Linked DNA regions of Sus scrofa: region 1 is linked to region 2. The links are chromatin contacts, called in public HiChIP or PLAC-seq maps. All regions are on one chromosome and are shown on one strand. The core of a region is the stretch at or near the end of the contact, and the rest is flanking DNA. Distances in the headings are between cores, read along the strand shown.

Region 1 (4,795 bases), core at 1,215-3,714, 130 kb after region 2:
AAAAAAAAAAAGAAATCCTTTTAGAATCAGATACTCACTGCAGGGGCCACTAAACAACTAATGCCCCCAATTCCAATGGAAAATAGTATCCTTTTTGCCCATTTTCATGTCTTTGACAGTTTTACCTTATAGTGTTTTTCCCATGATTATAAGTAATTTCCAAAGGTAATTCTTCATGAAAAAAACACTTCAGCACGAGTGTTAATTGGCTATAGAGGCTTCCTTGAGTTTGCAAATCTAGAGTCATGGGCTATTAAGGTGATAGAATTTAACTTCTCTCCAAAAGTTTTCATAAGAAATCTTAGATTGGAGTTTCAAAGCCTCTATTATTTGCTTCTCTGAGGCTAGAAGAACAAAAAGAAGATGTACTCTAAGACACATTTCACCTTCAGTACCTATGTAATTGGATGAATAGCTGTGTGGCTGAGGCTCCCAACATTTGCTAAGAGTCCTGTCCTGTCAGAAAGTGACCTCTCTCACCCTCTATAACTCTGAGAATCTATCTACCAGGCAATTTTCCTGGCAGGGGTTTGTAGGCATTAGTTTCACATAAAAGTCAGTCCTTGTCCCTCCACAGTTGCTTGTCATTTCTGATTAAACGCAAATCATTTAAAAATATGATATTCTAAGGATAGCTTTGGTTACACGATCGATTTGTCCAATAATATCCTGGTAGCAGGAGAGGGCAGGCCCTTATTGAACCAGTGAAATAACTCTATGGCCATGAAAAGTAAGGAGACTCATGAGGAATTTCAGAATTCTGGAGTCATCAGTGAGAATTAGATGCTCTTTAAAAATGTTTCCTTTTAGGTTCCAAAAGCGGTGTCCACAAAATTGAAAGTTAGAGCCCCCCCCACCACCAAAAAGATGAATCTTCCTCATCTGTCAGAAAGTTGAATATTAAAACAGGAATAACAACAGCAGCTAAGCAAATAGCTGCCATTAAATGTGTAATTCTTATTGCACTAGATCTACGGTCAGCAGAGTCTGCCTTGATTCTGCTTCCACAGGAAAAGTCCACATACTGGTGCTGAGTTTAGATGTACATTCAGAACAGGTATTCTAATCCTGTTTTGTTAAACTGCCACCTTTCCTTGGTAAAACCATCCACATGGCTCTTTTTGTATTAAATATTTGTTTCTCAGAGGCTGTCTTTTAGTTACGTATTCACTGGCTTAAGAATGAATTGCATTTCCTAATTGAATATCTAGTAATCAATTAACTTTGTGGTCAAAATATGTCAGATTTAAATACATTACCCTTGTTTTCAAATAATTGTACTTTCCACATTAATCTTGTGAGAATAAATCATTTTTCAAAAGCTTAATGAAGAGTGAAAGGCTAATTGATTTCAGTAAGCACTTAGAAATATTATTCTACAGTCTGAAAGTGTTACTACTTTCCTATTTCATTGCTGACCTCCCAAAAGACTATAGTCCAGAAAGAAGCAAGAAAAACAGTGGGTGGAATTGCAGATTTCTACATCCAATTTTACATACATATAGTATCAAAATAAAATAAGAAATCAGATGCCCATTTAGAACCAAAAAAAAAAAATCATTTAAAGACAAGGAAAAAAATGTTATACCCTAAAGGAAATTGTCTTTGACAAACAGAAAAAACAATAAATAGCATGCAAATTTTATTGTATAATATCTAATGTATTTTCAGGTCATCTAATGTCTAATGATGCTTTCAGGTCATCAGTTCTATAAAAGTTATGACTGTTATTTAAAACCCTAAATAAATCACTAGTGTATTCTCTACTTTCAAATAATTAGGCAAAAATCATGAAATTAAATCAAGGATATATGTCTATTAGTTATTACATTAAAATAACTCAAGCAGTTTAATAGGTCCATGTTCAAATTAGGATGATTTTGGTTGTAAGAAACATCTTTTATGCGGACTTAAGCTGTAAAAACAAAGTTCTTTGTTCCTGCTATGAAAAGTTCCTTGATGACCAGATGTAGATTTATTTTCATTAGGGCTCTGCCTCTGTCTCTGAAATTTTCTAAGCTCTACCTTTCTCTGTTCACCATGAGTATTAGACTACCAGCAGAAACTACGGCTACGTGTTTCCTCATTCACAAAAAGGAGGAGTGAGTGTCACTTCCCAAAACCATTAAAGTTCTAAGGTTTACTCTGAATGAATCCCTCTGAACCAACCACTGATGCCCAAGCGTAGGCCAGGTGACTTCTCTACTTTAGGAGAGGGATCAGCAATTCTGGTTGGCTGATCTCTCTGGATGAGAGGAGGGATTCTCCTCCTGCAAATTCAAGAGCTTCCTCGTGCTGCAGGAGGGGAAGGAGGAGGATGGAGAGTGAGGAGGCCTTGTGGATGTCCGTTACAGAATTATTCTACATCTTCTCATTCTTGAATGTGGAGGATGAAAGGGAGTTTAGAAATCATCTTCATTGCTCATCTCCTCTCATCCTGCAAGCTGCTTTCTTTTGCATGTCATCTTCCATGTGATCCTCTGGACAAGATGAGGAACTAGATGTTATCTCACCTAACAAGTAAACAGGAGGAAGCTAACCAGCCTAATTTTCTCAGGTTCATGTGGCTCTTCTAGGCAATATTCTAAAGCCTGTGCTCTTTCTCCTGTGCTCTTCAGGTTGTAAATGAAATCATGTTTGCTATGTAATTTTGTGAGAAAGGTTATTCCAGATTGGAAGCTCAAAGGATGTATACATTTTAAATAAAAGTTGATTCCACAAATAATGACAGTATTCCTACTATGTGTTAGATATATGGCAGATGCTGAGGAAAACAGGTGCCTTTCAATCTTAATAGATTTCATGGGGGAAGCAGTGTTAATGTCATGCCAATAAGTGTAAAATTACAAACTGTGTCTGCTCTGTGTAAGATCTGTCCAAGTCTGGGAAGATTGATCAGAAAGTTTTGCCCTAGGAGGTGACATTTTGAGATCTGAAGGATGGGAATGCATTCACAAGGCAAAAAGGACAGGTGGAGGGAGAGAGAATTCCAGGCACAGGAGGCAAGGCATGGCTAAGAACTGAAAGAGTCAGTCCTTTTTGTTGGAGCATAGAGAGTGATGCAAGAGGATGAGACCTGTAGATTGGCTGGATCCTGCAATATCTTTAGGTGGTGTTAAGAATCACATTTGGTATTCTACAAAAAATTATCTTGGAAACAACTGATTTCATGTATCTTTATTGGAGAAAGTCAGTGAGGTAATATCTTAGGATTTATTGCAGTTGTCCCTCTGAATATAATGTTTTCTTAAAACATGTTTTCTTGCCTCTACTACTTCAGTCATAGAAGTAAGGCTTTATTCCATTGTATTAGACTTTTCATCCTTGACATGCTGTGCAAATCATTTCTAGAAGCTTTAGGCTTTTTACAGCTATTTCTAACATGAACCTAGATGTAAAATGGTGAAGGTAAAGGCATCTACATTTTAGTGAATATTTTTTATCAAAAAAGTATTGAATCAGTTACAGTTGCAAACTGTGCAGACAAGAAAAGTCTAGACATTAAACTTTGGAGGAAGAAATATGGAAATTTATATATATATATGTATATATATATGTATACATACATTTGTATATGTAAGTAAATTTAATGTAGTTTTCAGGTAATATATATAATTAATTTAATGGTGGTGACTTGGCACGCTTTATCCACTATTCATGACCTGCTGGGATCGCATTTGTGACCTCCTCTTATTTTTGGTTATGATTAAAGAAAGAGAAACAGGACTTTTTTTTTTTTTTTTTTTATTGTCTTTTTGCTATTTCTTTGGGCCGCTCCTGCGGCATATGGAGGTTCCCATGCTAGGGGTCCAATCGGAGCTGTAGCTACCGGCCTACGCCAGAGCCACAGCAACGCGGGATCCGAGCCACGTCTGCAACCTACACCACAGCTCATGGCAATGCCGTATCGTTAACCCACTGAGCAAGGGCAGGGACCGAACCTGCAACCTCATGGTTCCTAGTCGGATTCGTTAACCACTGCACCACGATGGGAACTCCAGGACTTTATTTAAATATACTGTTGGCCTTTGCATTTGACTAAAGCAGTATAAAAGAATGATTTTGCCTGTACCATATGGTACATTAATACCATAAATAATGCATCTAGGTTACTATTCAAAGTTAGACTTAGGTCTTTCAAGTTCATCCTTGTTGAGAAGATGGTTTACTTAGAAGTCTAAACGTTTGGCCTATAATACGGTATTTAAAGCATAGAAAGTTGCTGACTCAGCCACTTCCCTAAAATCAAACAAAATAACACCATTATGTTTGATCCCTTTACTTCACTTGCTGAAAATATAACTTTAAAATTTTTTTAAATAAGGAGTTCCTGTTGTGGCTCAGTGGGTTACGAACCTGAGGAGTATCCATGAGGATGCAGGTTTGATCCCTAGCCTCACTCATTGGGCTAAAGATCTGGCATTACCCCGAGCTGTGGTATAGATTGCAGACTCAGCTCGGATCTGGCATTGGCTATGGCTGTGGTGTAGGCCAGCAGCTGCAGCTCTGATTCTGCCCCTGGCCTGGGAACTTCCATATGCTGCAGGTGCAGCCCTAAAAAAAGCAAAAATAAAATTTATCAAAATAAGCCTTGAAAAATGGGAACAGGCATGTTATTGAGAAACTCAGTGTTTATTGGGCAAGCGTCTTCACCCTTTAACCTTTGTGGCTATTTATACATAACTTTATATCAACTACTTATTTCCTTGGTGGAAAAGATTGGTCTCCTGCAATGAGAACTTGGTGACCTTGTCCTCCTGTTGACCAATACAGAAGAAGGCAGGGGGATACACAC
Region 2 (4,859 bases), core at 120-2,619:
AATCCCTTCATAACACCTCAATTCATCATACATTTTTATAGTCCAGGTTTATATTTGCATAATACTATTGCCTTTGCTGTAGGCGTTCACAGCTATCTTCTCATTTGCATATAGTTAAAAGCCACTACATCTAATCATATCAGCCACTACCTTGGGATATTTTTGCCTTGTGACTGCACCTCCTTGCTCTAGGCCCTCAGGTAACAGCACCAAATCTTGCATTGTTTTTTCTTTAATGCTTTCTCATCCTCTAGGAGAGATGTGCAGAATATATATCCTTTTAAAATATTATCTTAATAAACATCACTCGGGGTGGAGGGAGGTGGATGAGTAAAGGAAGGGGATACTTCCCCCCAACAAACCAACCAAAAACCTCTTGCAAAGAACTATGACACAGTCTGGATGAAGGAAGTCCTCTTCACAACAGAAGCATAGTAGCCCAGAAACTCCTACATATAACCTCACAGTACTTTCTGTTACACCTCATCGTTTTCTAAACTTTTTCACACACTGTCTCTCTGTTCCTTCTCTGGGGTACCCCATCCTACTCTAAACATAATTCTTTTTTTCTAGAAATTAGTTAGGTCCTTTTCTTCCAAACATGCAGACTTTTTTCTTTTCTTTCTTTCTTTTTTTTTTTTTTTTTTTTTTTTTTTTTTTTTTTTTTTGTCTCAGTTCGCCTATGTCAAAGGGACTGGAGGAAAATAAAACCAGTTCTGTTCCTTAAGCCTGCAGAATCAATAGGAGCAGAAATGACGTTTTTCACCTAGATATTCTTAGCATCTTGCATTGTTCCTGCCACATGCAGGTGCTCAGGGTGTGTGGATCAATGAAGAATTGATAGGCCATGTGGAATTTCCATGGCGTACCCACTTTCCACATGTTCTCATGCAGCCCACCTTCCTCTAGAATGTGTTGTTCTACCCAGTTTAAGTAATTTAGCAGCTGCTTTTAGACACATGTATCATTTAGACCATGTTGCCTCCATCTCACCAAGCATCTCACAGCCCCCTGAAGGAAAGCAGGGGATTTTTACCAAAAAAGTGGTTGAGAGAAATGAAGCCATTTGTTGAAAATCACATAACAAGTTGGTGACATATCCTGAACTAGACAGAACTCAAGTCTCTGGCTGAGAGTTCAGTGCTCCATTCATTTAGACCACACTGCTTTACAGGAATAATAAAAATTCCCATAGTGCAGTCTGACTAATAAGATAATACTGAGACAGATCCATTGCCCAGAAAGCATTTGACCACACGTCATCCTGGTCCCCTTCATGTGCTTTGTTTATACACTTTACGTGGGTAGCGGGCAGATAGCACAACAGCTGTCAGAAGGAATTGAGGCCACAGTTTTATGTTCCTGAATGTGTTGAGTCATTTCCCTTAGTTCACACTTCTGCCTCACTCTGTCTTCTGAGTTATTATCATGGCTTTAATCTCGCTTTTATTTTGACAGTTGGGATTTTTGTAGCCATTATCCAAATGAAATATTGATTCTCACTTATGAGCTTTAATCCTTCCCCAATGGAATTGGCTATTTATTTGATACAGTAGCTAAACCAGTAGGATTAGAAACACTTTTATGAAGACATTAAAAGGTTGTTTACAAAAACGACAGTTAATTTACAGAAAATAGAAACTGAAACTTGAGATGATTGCTATCAGCTTTCTCTAATGTGTACTCAGCTCTTTCCCCTTGTGATGTAAATTAAAAGCTTTTTTTAAAGAAGACCATTACCATTCAGGTGAGAAAAAGCAGCCAAGTCACCGAATTAGTTGGTAAACTTATGATTTCCGGGCTCCAAGTATTTTTATATTCTTTGTAATATAGTTGTTATTTCTTTGGGCCTTTCTCATATTGTACTTAACTAATCCCCAGGTAAGGAAACTCTGCCTAAGACAATTTCTCAATTATTTATTATTACCTGATAAAAACTCAGCTTCTTTTATATGTATTAGTAGTAGTCTAAAAATGACAGCTCTCAATGAACAGGATGAATCAGTTTGGGGACCAGAGACTCAAGTAATCACCATTAGGGAAACTAGCAAATAGTAGAAGCCTACTCAACTAGAGGGAAGGCAGGCAGGGCTGCGTCATGAAAATATTGGGGAAGCTTGTTGGAAGGGCAAGGGCTAATGCCGTTGATCTTTACACTTGTAAAATATTTTGCTTCTTGCTTCTGCTTGAATGCCCTTTGTCATTTATTATGACTGGATTTATAGTTCCAATAGGGTTGTACCTAGGGTTTTGACCATAGTGAGAACAAACAAATCACTGGATGGAGCTGAAGCCATAGATAAATGACATGGTAGGGATTCATGCACAGATTTGCTCTGTTGCCCTTTCAGATTTCTCTTACCATCAATCCATCTGGCTGGTGCTCTCTGAAGGTCATCAGAGGTCAATATAATTTCAGTAAGATTTTAACTGAAGGATGACCTTAACATTCAGTGACATTCAGCCCTGTTTATAAGTGAGAAGCCACACCCCTTGTTGAATGGTCACCTTGTGCATGAGTCACCCAGTTTGTGTCACGTTTCCCAACAGTGCTTATGCTCTGCTACATTAACCACTATTTCCATAGCCCAGCACCACCCGCCCCACTGATGATCCAAACAATCTGAATTATTTCTCTGTCTTTGTCAAGGCCCTCTCATTCCTTGCCTTTGTGTTCTTGCATACACTGTTTCTACTTGGAATGTCGTATATAGCTACTTTATTTTCCACTTCATCATTCCATCATCCACATGCTCTATAAATTATCTATCATCAGAACTGATCTTACTTGACTCTGCTTCAAAATGCTTTCCCTGAACTCCCCCTGAATTAACAGTTTTCTCTCCTAAATTACCATTTGTCATACATTAGTGCACACCTTCTCTAACTGTCATGAAATGGACTAGATGTGAAGAAGTTGGAACTTGAAATGAAATCTGTACTTATAAAGCAGACTCAGGGAGAATAGGCCTGGCTGGAGGTGATGGAGAGTTTAGATGATGTTTTCAGAATCCAAGGATGTTAACAACCAAAAACCAGTGCAAACCCAGGCAAACTATCTGTGCAGGGCCTAAAATTAGGTATTTCAAAGAGTAAAACTGACTTGAATTGTGTTAGAAATTGTGTTAGTAAATAGAAGGTGGACAGGCAGAGGTGTGGTACAAAACTACTGGGAAAAATGGCTGAGATATAACAAAACTAACACATGGCCCAAGTTGTTAAGAAATTAAGCCTCTTGCTGAGTCACTGAATCAATTATAGGGGCATAAGACAACATAAGAACATAGATTAGATCAGGGTTAGCAGTGAAATAATATTGAGTTCTGAAATAATGAGCTAGAAATATTTAAATCTTTCTTGCCAAAAGTAAAGGTAAATATAAAGGACATTTATTGGTTCTGGGTGAATTTCAGGTCCTTTGTTAGGAAGACTAGAAAAAAAATATTCTCTTCCTCTGAAAGTGAACAGTGAAGCATAAAATCCCAAATATAGCTGCAGGTTCCATCACCTACTGATTTGTGTGTATGGTGCATGAAAAGAAGGCTCAGAAACAAAAGCATATGGAAACACATAGAAGGCGGCATTTACTTGCAAAGAAATGTGAGAAAGTCAGACTTCAGAAGAGCCAGCCCAACAAATTAAAATACAGAATGAGTATTTTAAAGCAAACAAACAATATTATGAAGATTATCAAGCTCACATTTGTGTATTCATGGTAGAAATCAGGATTTTATTTTTTTCTTTTAAGGGCTGCATCTGCAGCATATGGAAGATCCCAGGCTAGGTGTTAAATCAGAGCCAGCCTATACCACAGCCACAGCAACGCCAGATCTGAGCCACATCTGCGACATACACCACAGCTCAAGGCAACACCAGATCCTTAACCCATTGAGTGAGGCTAGGGATTGAACCCACACCCTCGTGGATTCCAGTCGACTTCATAACCTACTGAACCCCAATGGGAATGCCCTAAATCAACCAATTTTATCATGGTTACCATATTCACAAAGTTCATGACATTTCTTTAAACAATAGCATTGCAGAGGTCAACTATAGAGTCGTCTTCATCAAGAAGTTAGCAACTTTAAAGAAATACTCAGTGACTAAAACTAGACAGTGACTTTTATTTTTATTATTTATATCATAGTGAAGTGTGAGGGGGTTTTTTTCTTTTTCTTTCTTCACTGGTGGGATGTGATACATGTGCTTACAACAGTGGCAGTGCCAGGTGTCACTTCTGCTTTTACAGTCCTCCTTGTGGTCAAGTTTTCTCCCCTATAGGACATATTTGTCTACCTGCATTTGCTTAACAATTTTCTCAATCAGTATTATTGATTTTATATTTTACTTTGACTCCATTTAATTTGCATAGATGTAACAAGAAACATTGATCAATAGATAATTACTTCTTTGTTTTTTTTAAATTGAATAATATGATACTATGATTCAAGAGTTCACTTCTGTCATTAGGTTTGTAAAGCCCTATGATTTTCATTTATTTTTATATGTTTATTAGCTCAGTTGAGAGCAAACTAGCCCATCCAATTCATCCCGCCTGATTTCATCTACAATATTTGTAATATTAAGTGTGTCCTTTTTATAAAAGATAACCAAATTTCTCACTGTTCTGCCCTGCCAAGAAGTGACATTCTTTCCGACCTCTAGGGCTAAGAGTCCCAAGTTCATAAGCAAGTATCAGGTCAGGTTCCTGAAGAATGTTGTAGGGATCACTTCTGCATGCAAAACATAGAACTTGTGTTTATTATTGGATCTGTCATCTAATTAAATGGAATTTGTAGCACAGTAATAGTAAAAACTTGATTTTTCCAATGATATTCGTGTAGAAAAGAAGACCAGTT

The links. HiChIP or PLAC-seq counts read pairs in DNA pulled down with a chosen protein or histone mark.
Region 1: a contact with region 2 is called in an H3K27ac HiChIP or PLAC-seq map of alveolar macrophages. The contact joins two enhancer-like sites. A contact is called at or near these places in 2 of 2 datasets of contacts at active chromatin or transcription factors (alveolar macrophages and skeletal muscle).

What each region holds. Positions count from the first base shown.
Region 1 is chr16:30,383,442-30,388,236 of Sscrofa11.1, forward strand. The region is part of intron 3 of PARP8 (poly [ADP-ribose] polymerase 8); the gene reads left to right. Among named protein-coding and RNA genes, the nearest start is that of PARP8, 81 kb to the left of the region's middle. Within about 2 kb of position 2,465, at least 1 of the 83 cell types and tissues checked has an H3K27ac peak or open chromatin away from gene starts, as enhancers often do. A contact at or near this core is called in alveolar macrophages, where this site is marked.
Region 2 is chr16:30,250,527-30,255,385 of Sscrofa11.1, forward strand. All of the region lies in intron 1 of LOC106506480 (a long non-coding RNA gene), which reads right to left. Among named protein-coding and RNA genes, the nearest start is that of PARP8, 52 kb to the right of the region's middle. Within about 2 kb of position 1,370, at least 17 of the 83 cell types and tissues checked have an H3K27ac peak or open chromatin away from gene starts, as enhancers often do. A contact at or near this core is called in alveolar macrophages, where this site is marked.